Regions from separate parts of the Sus scrofa genome. Here region 1 is linked to region 2. A link is a contact called in public Hi-C data. All regions are on one chromosome and are shown on one strand. Each heading gives the region's core, a stretch centred on a gene start, on an enhancer-like site or on the middle of the called end of the contact. The rest is flanking DNA. Distances are from core to core; before and after follow the strand shown.

What was found. A called contact is a pair of places that touch in the nucleus more often than the background predicts.
Region 1: a contact with region 2 is called in a Hi-C map of heart right ventricle, with 8 times the contacts expected there. The contact joins two enhancer-like sites. A contact is called at or near these places in 2 of 47 Hi-C or Micro-C datasets (embryonic fibroblasts and heart right ventricle) and 1 of 2 datasets of contacts at active chromatin or transcription factors (skeletal muscle).

The regions. Positions count from the first base shown.
Region 1 is chr7:87,221,776-87,225,411 of Sscrofa11.1, reverse strand. No RefSeq gene overlaps it. Among named protein-coding and RNA genes, the nearest start is that of SLCO3A1, 120 kb to the right of the region's middle. Within about 2 kb of position 1,346, at least 4 of the 83 cell types and tissues checked have an H3K27ac peak or open chromatin away from gene starts, as enhancers often do.
Region 2 is chr7:86,868,041-86,871,625 of Sscrofa11.1, reverse strand. All of the region lies in intron 2 of SLCO3A1 (solute carrier organic anion transporter family member 3A1), which reads left to right. Among named protein-coding and RNA genes, the nearest start is that of SLCO3A1, 230 kb to the left of the region's middle. Within about 2 kb of position 2,180, at least 25 of the 83 cell types and tissues checked have an H3K27ac peak or open chromatin away from gene starts, as enhancers often do.

The DNA of each region.
Region 1 (3,636 bases), core at 97-2,596, 350 kb before region 2:
ATGAGGTGGCCAAAAAAAAAAAACAAAAAAAAAAACTTACTTCATGTTGTACAAAGATCTACAGGCAATTGAACACATTGCTAAGCCTACTTCCAGGGCCTCGTAAAGAGTCCGTGTAAGTGAGGAACTGCAGCTAAAGCTTCTTTGCCTATATCCAGGTGTATATTTACCTATATTTAGATGTAACTTCCATTGGGTGCAGCTAAGAAGTTTTAAAATGGCTATACCACTATCTGTTGTCTTTCTTACTTTGAATTTACTTTCCAAAAATGTCCTTCCTTGTTCAGCAGAGAATTTTACATGGGCCCATGTGTTTGTCTTGTGCAGATTGAGAGGACAGGGTAGGAAGGAGATGGGGCTACTTTTCCTCACTTTGAGCTCAGGCCCCCGGGGGAAGGAGCTTGAGCCCATCAGGAGAATGACACCAAGATATTGCCAATAGGGAATGACTTTAGAAGACCCCCCAGGAGGGTCCCAGAGAGGGCTCAAGTGAGGCACTCACACCTCTCTGCAAAGCAAGCTTCCCAGGATGAGGTGGGTTTGAGAGATAATAAGAGTATCTTCAAGAAAGTCCCCTCTTCATTGTCTCCCCACACAATTGCCCTCTATCTGCCATTTGGCCCTCATGATGTAGCCAAGACAAGAAACTCAGGTTCTGAGGCCATCTAACAAAGAGGAAAAAAAAAAAAATGAAGCTATGGTTGATGGTCTATAAAAAGTCTATAATTTCTTTGTTTGGGTCACTTTTTGTTTAAAACATAAATTGAAGACTGCTCCCCTCAAAATGGCCCCTAGCCAGTGACCCTTTGGCCAGCTCAATCTTGAATACAATTGTTCTATTGTTAACCAGTATGGAGGGTTATAGATGCCCACTCTTGACTGGACCTCAGTCTGCCCAGTAGATGGAGACTGGCTCCTATTCCTGTGACACCAACTGGGGTCAAGTGGACATGGGAACTGAGGAGTTAAGATAACCCAGACACAAGGGTTTAACAGAACACTATGTCCCTGTTCTTGATCTTTGGCTGAGGAATTTACCAGTGCTGCACTGGACTGAGACCAGGTCCTTTCCCTGGTTACAAAGGCCCATTCTCACTTGGGCAAAAGGCACCATGCATGTGCCCCTCTGGAATTCTAAAAAGCAAATGCCATGCTTGTGTGTGTGTGTGTGTGTGTGTGTGTGTGTGTGTGTGTGGTGTTTGTGCATATATGGCAAACATTAGAAAAATGATTATGGACCTCATACTGGCTCATAGTTACTTAGATTTGCTGACTGATCCTAAAGTTCATAGCTATTCTGCTCCACAGCTGGCTGTCTCATTAAAAGAGATTGCCTAGGGAGTTCCCGCTGTGGTGCAGTGGGTTAATGATCCAGCTTGTCTCTGTGAAGGTGCTGGTTTGACCCCCAGCCCTGTACTGTGGGTTAAAGATCCAGCATTGCTTCAGCTGTGGCATACTTGGCATAGCTGGCTCAGATTTGATCCCTGGCCCAGGAACTTCCATGTGCCTTGTGGGTGGCCAAAAAAAATTTTTAATTTAAAAAATAAAAAATAAAAGAGATTCCCTAGACTCAGAAAATAAAAAGTGTTCTAGAACCCCTGAGCTATGTAGACTATGTGATGAGTTGAAATACAATATGCCATCATAAGAATACCTAGCAGTTATTGAATGCATATTGACACAGTGAAGGATAAAATATTAGAGCTAAAAGAGGCCTTACAATGAATTATGTCTTCAACAAATGTTTATTAGGTACCTATTACATGATATTCACTGTTCCATGCATAGAGGATAGAGAAATGAATGAGATAGGCAGATAATGTGCTCTTGTGGAGTTGATATCCCAGTAGAGGAAAACAATAATTAACAAGCAAATAAATAGGGATTGAATTGAATCTGTAGATTGCTTTGGGTAGTATGCCATTTTTACAATATTAATTTTTCCAACCCAGGAGCATGGAATATCTTTCCATTTCTTTGCATCTTCTTTAATTTCCTTGATTAATGTTTTATGGCTCTCAGCATGTAAGTCCTTTACATCCTTGATCAGGTGTATTCCCAGTTATTTGATTTTTTGAGGCACAATTTTAAAAAGCATTGTATTTTTGTATTCATTTTCTAATATTTCATTGTTATACAGAAATGTGACTGACTTCTGAAAGTTATTCTTATATCCTGCTACTTTGCTGAATTTATTGATCAGTTCGAGTAGTTTTGGGGTTGGGACCTTAGGGTTTTCTATCCCATGACATTTTTCACAGAACTAGAATAAACAATCCAAACATTTATATGGAACCACAAAAGACCCAGAATTGCCAATTCCAAGGAATAAAAAACCAAGCAGGAGGCATAACTCTCCAAGTCTTCAAGAAATACTACAAAGCTACAGTCATCAAGACAGTGTGGTACTGGTATCAAAACAGACATACAGACCAATGGAACAGAATAGAGACCCAGAAATAAACCCAGACCCTTGTGATCAATTAATCTTTGACAAAGGAGGCAAGAACATAAAATGGGAAAAATTCTTTTCAGCAAGTATTGCTGGGAAACCTGGGCAGCTACATGCAAATCAATGAAACTGGAACACACCCTCACACCATGCACCAAAATAAACTCAAAATGGCTTAAAACTTAAATATAAGAGAAGATACCATCAAACTCCTGGAAGAGAATATAGGCAAAACATTCTGACATCAACCTTACGAATATTTTCTCAGATCAGTCTCCCAAAGCAACAGAAATAAAAGCAAAAATAAACCAATGGGACCTAATAAAACTGTCAAGCTTTTGCACAGCAAAGGAAACCCAAAAGAAAACAAAAGGACAACTTACAGAATGGGAGAAAATAGTTTCAAATGATGCACCAGACAAGGGCTTAATCTCTAGAATATACAAGCAACTTATACAACTCAACAGCAAAAAAGCCAACAACCCAATGGAAAAATGGACAAAAGACCTGAATAGACTGTTCTCTAAGGAAGATGTATGGATGGCCAACAAGCACATGAAAAAATGCTCAACATCACTGATTATTAGAGAAATGCAAATCAAAACTACCATGAGATACCACCTCACACCAGTCAGAATGGCCATCATTAATAAGTACACATATAATAAATGCTGGAGGGGGTGCAGAGAAAAGGGAATCCTCCTGCAGTTTTGGTGGGAATGTAAGTTGGTACAGCCACTATGGAGAACAGTATGGAGGTACCTTAGAAAAGTATATAGAGAACGACCATATGACCCAGTAATCCCACTCTTGGGCACATATCCAGACAAAACTTTCCTTGAAAAAGACACATGCACCTGCATGTTCATTGCAGCACTATTCATAACAGCCGAGACATGGAAACAACCTAAATGTCCATCGACAGATGAATGGACTAAGAAAAGGTGAGTAGGGTGGTTGGGGAGCTTGGGGTTAATAGATACAAACCTTAGAAAAGTATATAGAGAATGCCCATATGACCCTGCAATCCCCCTCTTGGGCATATATCTGGACAAAACTTTCCTTAAAAAGACCCATGCACCCACATGTTCATTGCAGCACTATGCACAATAGCCAAGACTTGGAAACACCCCAAATATCCATCAACAGACAATTGGATTAGGAAGATGTGGTATATATACACA
Region 2 (3,585 bases), core at 931-3,430:
ACCCTGTCATCGTCCCTCATGATAGTCCTCATTCGAAACCTGACTCCAGCTCTCGGCTCTGGATGGCTGCTGCCTGCATCTGGTTTACTGTAGTTCTGTCTGCAGCCCACATCCTGTGTCAGAACCACTGGCCATTTATACAATTTGCAGCAAACATACCCCTGTGGACCCAGAGAAGGGTTCGGAGGGAGGTACTAAATAAGACGAGGGTCCCACACAGGCGAGAGAGCCCCCTGCTGGTTTCGCATTCTGCCAGCCCTACCCAGGAGGTAACACCTATGCAGGGAACTGTTTGTTGATTCTGTCCTGATGTTGTGCGGACATCCTGGGACAGTTTCATTCATGCTTACTAAAGCAACTTCTGTGTCTGATTTCCATGCCATTTGGGTGCCCTCTGAGTTTCCAAGCACCTCCTCACGAATTGCCACGTGTGTTCTTCACACCAGTCTTGGGAGGCGTATACCTGCTAGGGCTGCTGCTATAGAACATCCCAGACCGGGTGGCTTAAACAACAGACGTTTATTTCTCACTGTTCTGGATGCTGAAAGCCTGAGATCAATGTGTCATCGGGGTTGGTCTCTCCTGAAGCCTCTGTCCTTGGCTTGCAGACGGCTGCCTTCTCCCTGTGCTTCACAGGCATTTTCTCTCCCCATGTCTGATGTCTCCTCTTCTTATAAGGACACCAGTCCTGGTGGATTAGAGTCCATCCTAAGGGCTCCATTCTGACTTAATCACCTCCTTAGAGGCCACATGCCGAGGTCCTTTGTGGGGCAGGATGGAAGTGATAGGACCTACACAAATGGATGGAGGTGGGGCACAGTTCATCCCCCAGCAGGAGGTAAGCAAGGCAGGTGCTTGCTCCATTTGACAGCTGGAGATGCCAAGGCTGAGGGAGGGTGAGTGCCTTGAGCACAGCCTCCTTCTGTAGTGGCTCTGCACCCAAGCTGACTCTGGAGGACTCCAGGCCGGGCCATCTCTCCACTGCCCCCTGCTGGAGGCAAAGGGCAGGAACAACAGGAAGCCAGGAACCCTGCTGCCCTTCGAGCTCAGAGGATCTCTAGAGAGAACTTCTGGGAAGACCCTACTTAGCTTGCAAACAGGATGTGGGCCCTTCAGGAAGAAGCAGTCTCTTGTTTATTAGAGTGGGTTTCCTGCTTGTGTGGCTCGTGGCTTCCTGGCCCTTGCTCTGCCCGCAGCCTTTTCTCATTTCATCAGCCAGTGTGGTCTCAGCATGCTTGGACCCACAGCTTTCCCGGGGCTTTCACGGGGGATGAGGAAGGGCAGGCCGATCTCACTTGCTTTGAAGAGAGCCAGCCAGCTCCAGCCCTGCTCCTCGGTACCTGCCGCAAAGAAAGCGATGTGCTGGTAGTTCCAGCTGTGACACTTCAGCCCCACGGGGCTCTGTATGAGGAGTCATGGCCTGGCTCCTCCTGATAGTGGGCGTCACATCCAGAGGCCCAGCAGCTGGCCAGACAAAGAGACATGTGCCCTCACCCTGGCGAGGCCCTGCTGGGCAGGAGGGTGGGGAGAGAAGCTTCTCTTAGCTGGACTGAGAAACAAGACCAGCAACAACTGTAGCTTTGACCAATTACTGACTCTTGCCGAGCATTCTAAGAATCCTGGCCTTGTAGATGCTTTCATTAGATACATGGTTCTCCAGGGTGCCAGGGCTCCCCGCCTCTCCTGGGACTGGGTGGTCATCAGTTCATGGTTCAACAGACAAACATGGAGTCCCTTGTCCAGGCAAAGGACTGCATCCCCCTCTATGGAAAATAGGATTTTTTTTTTCCTTAAAAAAAAAAAAATCTCTGCCTTCCATGAGTCTACAGTTATTACAGCACGCCTACTCCATGAAACTTTATTTTTGCATCCAGGAAGACAGTAAGCAGAACTATAGGAAAAGTCTCAGACTAGGTACCATGGCAGAAGAGAGAAGAAGGAAGAAGAAAGAAAATCTCGGAAGGCTCCTTGGAGGAGGTGGTATTCAAGGCAGGCTTTAAGTGGAGGGGAGAGCTTTGATGCACTGACCAGGGCCTGGAGGAAAGCGAGAAGCTGGGTTGAAAACCAGCAGGGAAGCCTGGAACACAGGCAGCACCGAGGTCGGGTATGCCAGGCAGGGTTCTGGAGCGGAGCGCACAGTTGTGGTGGCATGCAGGGCTGCTTTGGCTGGCTGCACAAGAGCAACTTGGGTTCTGCCACTATGCACGGTGACCAGGTCTGGCCACATGCCTCCACCTCGCAGAGCTGACATCAGATGGCTCTGACATCCTTCCCTTTTCCCACATGCCTAGATGCATTTTGGGTCCCAGCTGATTCCTTGGGCAAGGTCAGCAAGGGCAGGGCCAGTGCTTCTCAACTTGGCTGCACATAGAATCACCTGGAGAGCCTGGAAAAAAAATCCCCAGGCCTGGGCTGCACCCCAGACCCCCTACATCAGCTCTCAGGGGGCAGGGCCTGGGGGTTAGTATTAAGTTTCCCAGGTGATTCTAAAATGCACCCAACTTTGAGACCCAGTAACATAGCTGACCTTGGAGGCAACATGTATGATACTGGTGGGAGGGGCCCGTAAGCTCTGGCAGCCTTAGCAACATGAGTGTTTTATTTAGTTTTGTTTATAAACTTTGCCATGGGGACAATGCTATTACACCAATTGCGTGCACTGTCTGGCCCATTATCTGTGTTCAGCAAATGGTCACCCCTTCATCCTCTCCCCTCCGCCTCCCCCTCCCCCTCCTAGCTAAGCAAGGGCAGTTATGTAATGCTGTCAGGCTGTTGGCAGAGGCCACCGGATAAATAGGTATCGCATGTTTTGCAGGCTGCCTGCTGTTTATGCATCATGTTTTATTCATGTACGTATGATGCAGAATGTTCCTTCTTAGAGGAGAAATTTCAGCCTGCAGATTTCGAGATGGAAGAATACATTTAGATAAATTGAGGGCACGGAAGGCAAGTGAGAGAAGAGAAAAGCAATTCTCTGACTGAGGGCTTGGTGGGCAGTTGGACAAGGAAGTTCTGCAAACCTGAGCTCTCTCTCTCTTCTGAGCCGGCGCTGCCCTCTAGTGGGGAAGAGCCACAGTCGACCCCAGCTTCCTGCTTGCTGCCGACTTGAGGAGACCCTCCAGGGTCTAAATTGCTCTGAGACCAGCTAAGGAAGCAGGCACATGCCTGGGAAGACCAGCCCTGCAGGCCTCCTGTCTTGGACTCATCATCCCAAAGACACAAAGAAAATTCTAGAAAGCATGTATAGTCTAGGTACCAGAAGCTTTGCACGCACTACCTCTAAGTCTCACTGTCCTGCAAGGCGGATATTCTTGTTCCCAGACATGTCTGGCTGTTTCCAAAGGCTTCACCATGAGATCCTGTCTGATTTTTTTTTTTTTTTTTTTTTTTTTTTTGGTCTTTTAAGGGCCACACCCGTGACATATGAAGGTTCCCAGGCTAGGGGTCCAATTGGAGTTGTAGCCTCCAGCCTACACCACAGCCACAGCAACATAAGATCTGAGCCACATCTGTGACCTACACCACAGCCCACGGGAATGCCGGATCCGTAACCCACTGAGTGAGGCCAGTGATCGAACCTGCATC